2 separate regions of the Sus scrofa genome follow, and region 1 is linked to region 2. Evidence: chromatin contacts called from public Hi-C data. All regions are on one chromosome and are shown on one strand. Each heading gives the region's core, a stretch centred on a gene start, on an enhancer-like site or on the middle of the called end of the contact. The rest is flanking DNA. Distances are from core to core; before and after follow the strand shown.

The links. Hi-C and Micro-C count contacts between places; a contact is called where the count stands out from the background.
Region 1: a contact with region 2 is called in a Hi-C map of liver, with 2.8 times the contacts expected there. The contact joins the promoter of CHEK1 here to the promoter of EI24 in region 2. A contact is called at or near these places in 3 of 47 Hi-C or Micro-C datasets (embryonic fibroblasts, epiblast stem cells and liver) and 1 of 2 datasets of contacts at active chromatin or transcription factors (alveolar macrophages).

What each region holds. Positions count from the first base shown.
Region 1 is chr9:52,756,007-52,760,601 of Sscrofa11.1, reverse strand. It overlaps CHEK1 (serine/threonine-protein kinase Chk1), which reads right to left and starts at 1,378. Exons shown (of 13, transcript XM_005667481.3): 1 at 1,256-1,378; 2 at 413-497. The coding sequence starts at 477. LOC110255454 (a long non-coding RNA gene) reads left to right here and starts at 1,745. Exons shown (of 2, transcript XR_002335717.1): 1 at 1,745-1,871; 2 at 2,430-4,595.
Region 2 is chr9:52,702,944-52,708,027 of Sscrofa11.1, reverse strand. EI24 (etoposide-induced protein 2.4 homolog) reads right to left here and starts at 3,468. Exons shown (of 12, transcript XR_002335716.1): 1 at 3,305-3,468; 2 at 437-549.

The DNA of each region.
Region 1 (4,595 bases), core at 129-2,628, 55 kb before region 2:
AAAAAAAAAAAAAAAAAAGCTTGCCTAAGAACACAAAACAATGGTGAGCATGTGACAAAGTGAGGATTGGAAACCAGGCAGTCTGACTCAAGTCTGTTCATTTGCTCATTTAACCACCAGCTTAAACACCAGGAAGGAATGGTGGCAGGAAACTGATTTCAGAAATCTCTTTTGGCTCTTTGGGCAAAAAATGCTTTTTAAAAATAAGGAAGAAAAATAATTAATCCTTACAGAAGATTGTGTAGCTTCAGTTCCCCAAAGTTTTGGGTTTCAAATGCAAAGATCTGTTCTCTAAGGTGCCACTGTGTTAGAATAAACATATTCCAAAAAACCTAACATGTACTCAAAGGAGACAACAACCGACAGGAAACTAAAGCGAGTGTGAAGGCAGGGTTTAAGGACTCAAACTCACTCTCCATAGGCACCTTCTCCCAGGGTTTGCACCAAGTCCCAGTCTTCCACAAAGGGCACTGCCATGTCTCCACTAAGTCCCACGGCTGTAAAAGGCAGGAACCCAGAAAAGACGGCATATGAGGATAAACTTCAATCATCTCTTAAGCCACTGAGCTCCGCCTCTTGCCATGATTCTTCAAGATAAATCACAGCTCCTGGTTTCCCCTAACATCTCATCCATATTTTTATCCAAGCCGTTAAAGCACAAGCAAGTATTATGAACTCTGGCATTTCGTTGGTAACTCACAATCCCCATTCCCACACAAACCCAAGGCTGAAACCCCGCATTCCAGGCGGCAGAGGAGATGTGCTATCCGCATTGGGAAGTGGGAGGACCAGTGCTTTACCGTGGGGGACCAGGAAAAGGGGTGAAAGGTGAGAACTTGGGTCAGAGTCAGGGATGCTGACTAGTGAAGGAAATAACTGCCACGACCGCAGCCCCTCCTCCCCATCGGCTCACTCCCAATTCCTACCCACACCCCGTCCCCAAGGCCAGGAGGAGCCCGGGGCGGGGCCAAACTGCCCCAAGAGGCGGAAGGAAGGGCTGGGTGGCTCGCGTGCGGCCGGGGCCCAAAACTCTGGGGCACCCAGCCAGCAGAGGAGTCGTCTCTCCAGTCCTTGTACAACGAGGACCTCCTGGCATCACACTCCTCCACCCTCCGATACCGCCCTCCGCGGGAGTCTCTCTGATCCCCCGGGCTCGGCGCCGAGAACGTTCTCTCGCGGTGCCCCTCCTAAGTCTTATAGACCCCGAACTCCTGCTCCAGGGGCCTTTCCCACTCTACCGGCCGCCCCTCCTCACCAGGCCGTCCTTTGCCCGCCACCACAGGAATCCAAATGCAGGACTTTTCCCGCCAAAACTTGCTAGCGTCACATTGTCGCAAATGCGCGCTCCCTTGCCGTAAAGCAGGAAGCGCGCGTTCTGGGGCTCTCGGGCTCTGCAGATTGGCCGCGCCTCGGGTCCGCGCCGCTCTTCGCTGCGTTCTCAGGCCCGCCAGCCAATATTACCTTAAGATCGGAGGAGATCCTGGCTGAAGAGGTTTAAGAACTGCCGACCTCATCAGTGCGAACGACCTCTGGGCACAAACGCTAAGTGGGACCAGGCGTGTATCCTCGGCTGGCTGGCCTCGCGTTCCAAGGGATTGAAGCACCGCAGGGCTCGCTGCCCGCCGCCCCCGACCTCCTGGCACCCCAACCCTTGCCTGGCAAGGTGTTGAGGGTCACACTCAGTAAGGGTTGCCTCTTACTTGAAGGTGTGGGCCAGGTAAAACCGGAGCTGAGAAGCTAGTAACAGCTGTTGAGAACTGATCTTGTGAAGAAGGAAAGTAACTTTTGTGTTGGGAGAGAGAAGCATCAAAGAATGGCTGCAAGGGGTGGGAAGGCGTCAGGATGAATAAAGCTGCTCTTGTATTTTTGAGGTAATGTCAGGATAACCAGTTTTCCCATCTTATCTAAGCTGCCTCCAAAACAATACCTCAACCCAACCTTTTTGAAGGAAGTGCAACTGCATAGCCTAGTACTACCCGCTCTCTCATTAATGTGTAAGAAACTGGCAGGTACAAGCAAAAAGGCTGCGCATTTTACAATGCAAAGTTTAAAAGCAGAGTATCCTGTTTAGGTGGGAAAGTCAATTCTGAGAAAAGGACTGGCTGGAGTACAAAATCATGTAGAAAAACTGAAATAGTTACTCCCCCTTGACAGTAAATTAGACTAGGAACTCAAGGCACAGGGCAGATCATCTCCATTAAGTTCTCCAATTCTCAAAACTGGGCCACATGCATGCATTGAACATAAATAGCTATTGATTGTGATACTGGCAATAGACTAAAGTAAGTGTAAAATATATTATACAAAAATGCAAACATTTGATTTAAAGAAGCAAAGTCAGGGACAGAAAAACAAGACCAGGACACTTCAAAATGCTCATCACAGTTTAGGCTTTTGTTAAAGTAAGTTTTCCACATCATTTTTTTCAGTTTTGGCACTGTGTGCTGCAGACAAAGAATATGAAGAAAGGAAGAGGAGGACCTGCACAGCTTCTTTGTATCTTGATAGAATTAAGGTATCTTAGCCTGAAAATAAGGTATACACTTTTCAGGCAGAATACCAAACATAGCATATAGAATAGATGCACACAATAACATCTGTCCCCTTTTTTAACCTTACTAAAATAATTTTAATAGTAAATATTAAAATAAATTAACTTAAATAGTACAATTTTATTGTTTTGGTTTTCTTGGCCATGCCCACATGTGGAAGTTCCCAGGCCAGGGATCAAACCCACACCACAGCAGTTATCCGAGTGACACCGGATCCTTAAACCACTACACCACAAGGGAAGTCCTAAAATTTACTTTTTTTTGCTTTTTAGGGCTGCACATGCAATATATGGAAGTTCCCAGGCTAGGGGTCGAATCACAACTGCAGCTGCCAGTCTATACCACAGCCATAGCAATGCCAGATTCAAGCTGTGTCTGCGACATACACCACAGCTCATTGCAATGCCAGGTCGTTAACCCACTTAACGAGAACAGGGATGGAAAAAAAATTTACTTAATAGTAAATTTTTAGTGTCTCCGCTGTGGCACAATGGGATTGGTGGCGTGTCTGCAGCACCAGGATACAGGTTCCATCCCCCGGGCCCCACATACTGAGTTAAAGAATCCAGTGTTGCTGTTGCTCCTTGTAGGTTGCAACCACAGCTTGGATCTGATTCCTGGCCCAGGGAACTCCATATGCTGCAGGGTGGCCCAAAAAGAGGAGGAAAAGTAAATTTTTTTTCTTTTGTATTTTTAGGGCCACACCTGAGGCACACGGAGGTTCCCAGGCTAGGTGTTGAATTGGAGCTATAGGCCCGGCCTACACCACAGCAACGCCAGAGTCAAGCTTCATCTTCGACCTACGACACAGCTCATGGGAATGCCAGATCCTTAACTCTGAGCAAAGCCAGGGATCAAACCTGAGTACTTCTGGATACTGGTTGGGTTAGTTACCGCTGAGCCACGACAGGAACTCCCAAAAGTAAATTTTCAAAAGGGAATAACCCTCATAGTGTATGAAATAATATTTTGCAAAGTCTTTTAGATGAAAGGTGAATAATTTAGATGAAAGATGAATCCTAAAGCCAGCAATGGGGAATGAGAAAAGCAACTTCATTTACATCCTTGAACTCTTTAAAGGCTTAGAGTTGAATTAGGGACAACTGGGTGAAAGTGGGGCTAAAAGAGGGTAGGTTGTAGAAAGACTGTATATGAAACAAATAGACCTTTGATCCCCTCCCTCCTCTGTCTACCCAAGAAACTGCCTCTCCCCAAAGCTGGTACAAAACTTGATAGGGTAAACACAAGATGTCTGAACTGGGAAGCATGAGGCACAGCCAAGCCTTGGCTACTTTACTTAAAAATAATATTAAGTTTACGCACTAAAGGTTGAACCTCTAAGCTTTCTTTCCTCACTTTATTCCCAGAAATCTGGCAGCGTGGCATGTATTCTTCAGAGGACGTAAAAGATTCTAGGGAATCTTACCTATATAGAAGAAAAGATCTAAAGATACCAGTATCAGGGATTTCATAATGTAACAACTCAGCCAGACCACAGGAGAAAGAAACCCACATTCAATAAGCCCCATTCCCCCGCCAGAGGCCATCCAACCAGGATCCCACTCTTTAAAAAGAGGAGACAAGCAAGAATTTGAAAAGGGCTTTAATCTGAAAGATATCCAAACAAAGGAATATTCAAACAAAAAAGCTCTTGAACATTAAAGAATATGATAGAAAAAAAAAAAAGGGAAATAAAATAGATGGGTTATGGAAAAAAGTTTAGGAAATCTTCCAGACAGAAGTATAAAGATGGAAAACAGAAGAGTAAATATAAGAATGTTGGGGAATTTCCAATGTGGCTCAGTGGGTTATGAACCTGACCAGTATCCATGAGAATGCAGGTTTGATCCTTGGCCTCACACAGTGGGTTAAGGATCCAGCATTGCTGTCAGCTGTGGTGTAGGTCACAGACACAGTTCGGCTCCTGAGCTGCTGTGGCTCCTGAGTTGTTTGGAATAAACAAAACAACTGGAGAAAATTTCCCACAATGAAAAACTTGACTTTCCAAACTGATACCATACTTTTCCAAACATGACTTTTCCA
Region 2 (5,084 bases), core at 2,219-4,718:
TGTGGCTCAGCAGTAATGAACCTGACTGGTATCCATGAGGTTGCAGGTTCACTCCCTGGCCTTGTTCAGTGGGTTAAGGATCCAGCATTGCTGTGAACTGTGGTGTAGGTCACAGACACAACTCGGATCTGGTGTTGCTGTGGCAGAGGCCAGCAGCTGTAGCTCTAATCAACCCCTAGCCTGGGAACCTCTGTATGCCACAGGTGTGGCCCTAAAAAAGACAAAAAAAAAAAAACCAATAATAGAGACACTCACTAGACAAGCCTCCCAAGATTTTGCAAGATATGGGATAACACCTCTCTCGAGTAGTATGGATTAGAATGAAAATTTGTATGTAAAGAACCCAACAAATATAATAAAAATTTCAAATATACTTAAAGCATTTCCTAGTCAGTTCCTGTAGCAAAAAGGTAAAAAAATGACTTGATGTACTTACCCTGGCAAGGTCCTGAAGAAAGGTTTTGACACTGTCAGCCATCTCTTCACAACCCAAACTACCAACTACACAAAGGAGAGAGAAGTGTCCCCAAATCTTTCATCATGAGGGACCTGGAAAGAGAGCATAATCAGGGAAAAATATTTATCTTCAGGTCACTCCCTGTACATGTGTACATGATGACATTTTCCACATATAGGAGTAGAGTAGATTCCAGCACTTAGGTAGACAAAAGCACAATGAATTAAAGGGAAATTATACCTATAACTGCTGAAAAACCTGAGATCACTACTTTTTTTTTTTTTTTTTTGGTCTTTTTAGGGCTGCAGCCACAGCATAAGGAAGTTCCCAGGCTAGGGGCCGAACCAAAGCTGTAGCTGCTGGCCTACGCCACAGCAACACCAGATCCGAGGTGTATCTGCAACCTACACCACAGCTCATGGCAACACCAGATCCTTAACCCACTGAGTGAGGCCAGGAATCGAACCTGCATCCTCATGGATCCTAGTCAGATCTGTTTCCACTGAGCCACAACAGGAACTCCAAGATCAGTACTTTTTAAATCACTTGCCATCCTTTCACGTTTACATGGGGTAAATATGTTGTTACATGGAGTAGTGTCTTCTCTGGACCTTGACATCCCTAACTATCCCTCCATGTCCCATGTATTTTGGAGATTTGAGATTTTGAGATGGGTGATAATTACACTTCAACATCCTCTTAAGCAATATTTATTACTTGAATGCAAATGCAAGAACAAGATGAAAGTTCTAACAAAAATTACTAAATATGTACTTCACACACAGGCTTTTCAGAATCCATGTAAATTTAACGTATGATATGAAATTTCTCCCAAAGACCCATAAATATGCCTTTCTTGTTTTCCAACTTTAAATATATACATACATGCACAATTTTAACAAGCAGGCAAAAAATAATTAATTTTAAACCAGACCAAAAAGTGAAGTTCACATGTATAAATATTCTTTAACTACAGCCTTCCCATTTTATTTATTTCTTAGGTGAGCTAGAAATCTAGCTTCATAAAATAACTTGAAAGTTCACATGTATATATATTCTGAAAACACTATTCTTAAAACACTATGTGTTTAAGGTGAATGGAAAAAACCAATATCAAAAATTTAATTAAGAACTTGGGATTCTAAAATTTTCAAACCTGACTAAACCAATCTAGGGTATCTTCAATTAAAAAAATAGACCCTAATGACAATTTCACAGGCAGCTTAAATAAACCTCAAATTTCAAAACATAATCACAGTTTCCCTGATGACCACTTCACCAACTGTACTTTACTGACCCAACTGGACTACTGCCACCCAGAACAGGAAGATCAGGGGATATAGTAGTAAGAAGGCCATTTGCACAACACTGTACATATACCATCTACTCCTTGGGTCAAGTCCTACACAGATTCACTCACTCAGGCAGAGAGGTCTCTAAGGGTAAGAAACTTTTGTTAATGTTTCCACTTAAAAACAAAAAGGCCTGAGTGATAAAACTCACTGCCAGGTGAATAGCTAAGGCTCAATTATGACACTAGTTTCTAAAGATTATCAGGGATTCTAAAGATTATCAGGGATTCATTCTTTTCCAGCTGCTTCCTCATCTGTAAATTAAAGGTATTAAAAATTCTTCATGGGTTTTGAGTATAAAGCTCAATAACGTGAAAATAAAAACTTAACTTCTATAGAAACATAATCCCACTACAGAATGAGCTAGTTTGGGAGTTTAAGGAAGCCAGTTACTTAGTCTGGATTTCTCACAGGGCACTGACAGTTTGAGAAACGATGGTCCTAATCCAAGGAGAATAGCTGTGTTATCTGAACCATGGCCATTAACACCTGGCTTCTGCAAAGTACCAAGTGGAAGGTTACCTACTGACAACTGTGGCCTTTGAAGGACAAGTCACTTCGATTTTATGTGAAGATTCTAGCAGCCTTCCTACAGAAATATTTGGTCAATGATCCGGTTTGACAAAAAGCTGAGGCATGGAGAAAAGCAACCTGCCACAATTTGAGACCAGACAAGGAGGGAACCATCCAACTACGGTGGAAGGAAACCAGATGCGCTTGGTCCACATCGTTTTACAGAGGGAGGAACCGAGCCTCTGAAGTTAAATGGCTTGCCCAAGATGACAACACGTCAAAGGCTACAGCGAACGTCAAACCCTCGGCGTTCTAACCCCTCAATCCGGTCATTTTACTCAAGCTCTGCAATGAGGATTTTTGTTTAACTCGAGCATCCCTTGGACAAAAATGTCTCTTAAGCCTGTACATGAGGCTGGCCGCTAAATTCCTACAACAGTCATGAGAACTTATTAAGCATCTACTGAGGAACAGCCCTGTACTTTCATTTCTAAGTCGCTAAACCCAAGCGCGGAAAGCAAGAGGCTGTCAGATCCCTACTGCAGGTGCACTAAAGGTAAGCATCTTCACTTCCCACCAGGCTCCCGGGACTGCTAAGAGCCCAGGGGTCCCCATGGTCCCTTCAGACCGGTCTTCCCCCGCAGCTACTTGGCAATTCCAACTGGAAGCTGGGCTCCCTCCGCAGCCACAGTCGTGCACGAGGCGCGGGGCACGCTCATCTCCCATCATACGGGAGCTAAAGATAGCCGCGCCGCACCTGGGAAGAGGCTTGCCTATGGCTGCGGGCTGTGTCCCGCGCCCCGGCCCTACCCAGACGCCGCAGCAAGGTTCCCTCCAAGGGTCTTCTCCCGAAGTCCCTGTCCGCACCTCTCGGCCCCATACCCGGGCCCTGCTGCCCTCACACGCCCTCACTACCCCCTGCCACCCCTACTACGCATAGAATGAGCGGCGCCAGGGCCTGGCTCCGCCGAGCTGCACTTACCCCGCAGCTTCGCCGCCACGGCTCTGGCTCTGTTCCTCGCCCTCCGCAGGCCCACTCCGCTTCTCCGCGCCTCTCGGCGCCCAGCCGCCAGCTCCCGCCCGGGCGCTCCCAGGGCCGGGGCCGCTGTGCCCGCACTGGGCATGCCCGGGCCGCACGGGGCCGCTGGGAAGTCGGGAGGGAGCCGAGTCCAGCAGCCTGGGCGAAGGGGGCGGGGCCTCGAGGGCGACGGAGCCTGGGAAATGCAGTCCTTTCACCGTGCCCGCCAGATCCGCGCCGCTTCCTGGGAGGCAGTTCACCCGCCGAGGTGGGATGCCATCCTTTCTGATAGCATGTCTTGTGCTTTGCCCTCTCCCATATATTCCCCAGGGCTGCTTGTTCTTCTCTTTTGAAGTCTAACCACGGAACAATATAATGCAGAAGTCATCTTGGTCTTTTTTCTTGGAGATTTATTAAAGTAACCAAAGGGTAGTAAGCCATCAGGTGTTTAAATCAAGCTCACTGAATGAATAAGAATACAGTGATTAAGAATAGGTCAAGCCGCCATGCCCTCGGCTACATAAGGCATGTACTCTGACAGCAAAGTGTTGACTGAGTTAACAAGGGTAAAGCAAAGAGAAATAAAACTGTTTTCCATCTCTATTCCCACCAGGCCGTCTCTACCCCAGGGACAGCAATTTCTTGATACTGAACCATCAAGTCTCACATATAAACTTTTTCTCCCCTGTTCCCAGCTTTCTGTATCTCACTCCCCATTTCTTCTTTCCACTTCTATTTTCCTTCACCTCTAGCTGTGCTTAGACTTGCTACCCCTAGGGCCACTTAAAGAATCCGGTTTTTACAGCTATTTAGTATAGTCTTACATAATGTAAGCTCAGATGTGAACTAATTTACTCAAAGTCAGTGGCAGAACAAATACTCAGGCATCCTAACTCTCTTCTCCCTGGGAAAAGATCTATGAATATCCACTCAATTTTCCTTTTGTTATAAGTCTATTGCTTGATTTACACAATGACTAAAGTCATTACAAAGAGGAGACATTCCTAAACTTCTTTTTGGCCCCATATTGAGGCAGAATATTAACTCAGGTAGTCGGTGTAGGAGCATGGGCTTCGATGCATTCTTTGATATGGCCACTGATTAACATTTGTGGCTTAAGGGCTCCAGGGAGTTAACATCTCCACACACCTTGTTTTATTATAAGAAATGCGCATTCCCCACAGATTTTGCTATAGAAAATGTGAGTCTCAGCCCACTCTTCAACTGATAAAAAAGGAATGACGAATGGTGAAGGAAAAGGACAAAAAAAAAGCCCATGGAACTTTCTGGACTTTTCCAACCTCAAAAGCCCTATCGGACAAAGACTGATATAGGTAATTCGAACAAGGCCAATGGGAGAAAACCACATCTTTCTGGAGCCCACTTTGGTGCCCCTCCCCACCTTTAACAGATAAAATCCCTATAGGACAATAGAGAAAGAGGGCTTTTCTCCCCTCTCCCAGCTGTCCTGGAGGCTATTTGCTTTTCTGTTTTCTCTTTTTTGTTTTGTCTTTTTGCCATTTCTTGGGCCTCTCCCCCGGCTCATGGAGGTTCCCAGGCTAGGGGTTGAATCGGAGCTGTAGCCGCCAGCCTACACCAGAGCCACAGCAACTCGGGATCCTAGCTGCGTATGCAACCTATACCACAGCTCACGGCAATGCCGGATCCTTAACCCACTGAGCAAGGCCAGGGATCAAACCCACAACCTCGTAGTTCCTAGTTGGATTTGTTAACCACTGAGCCA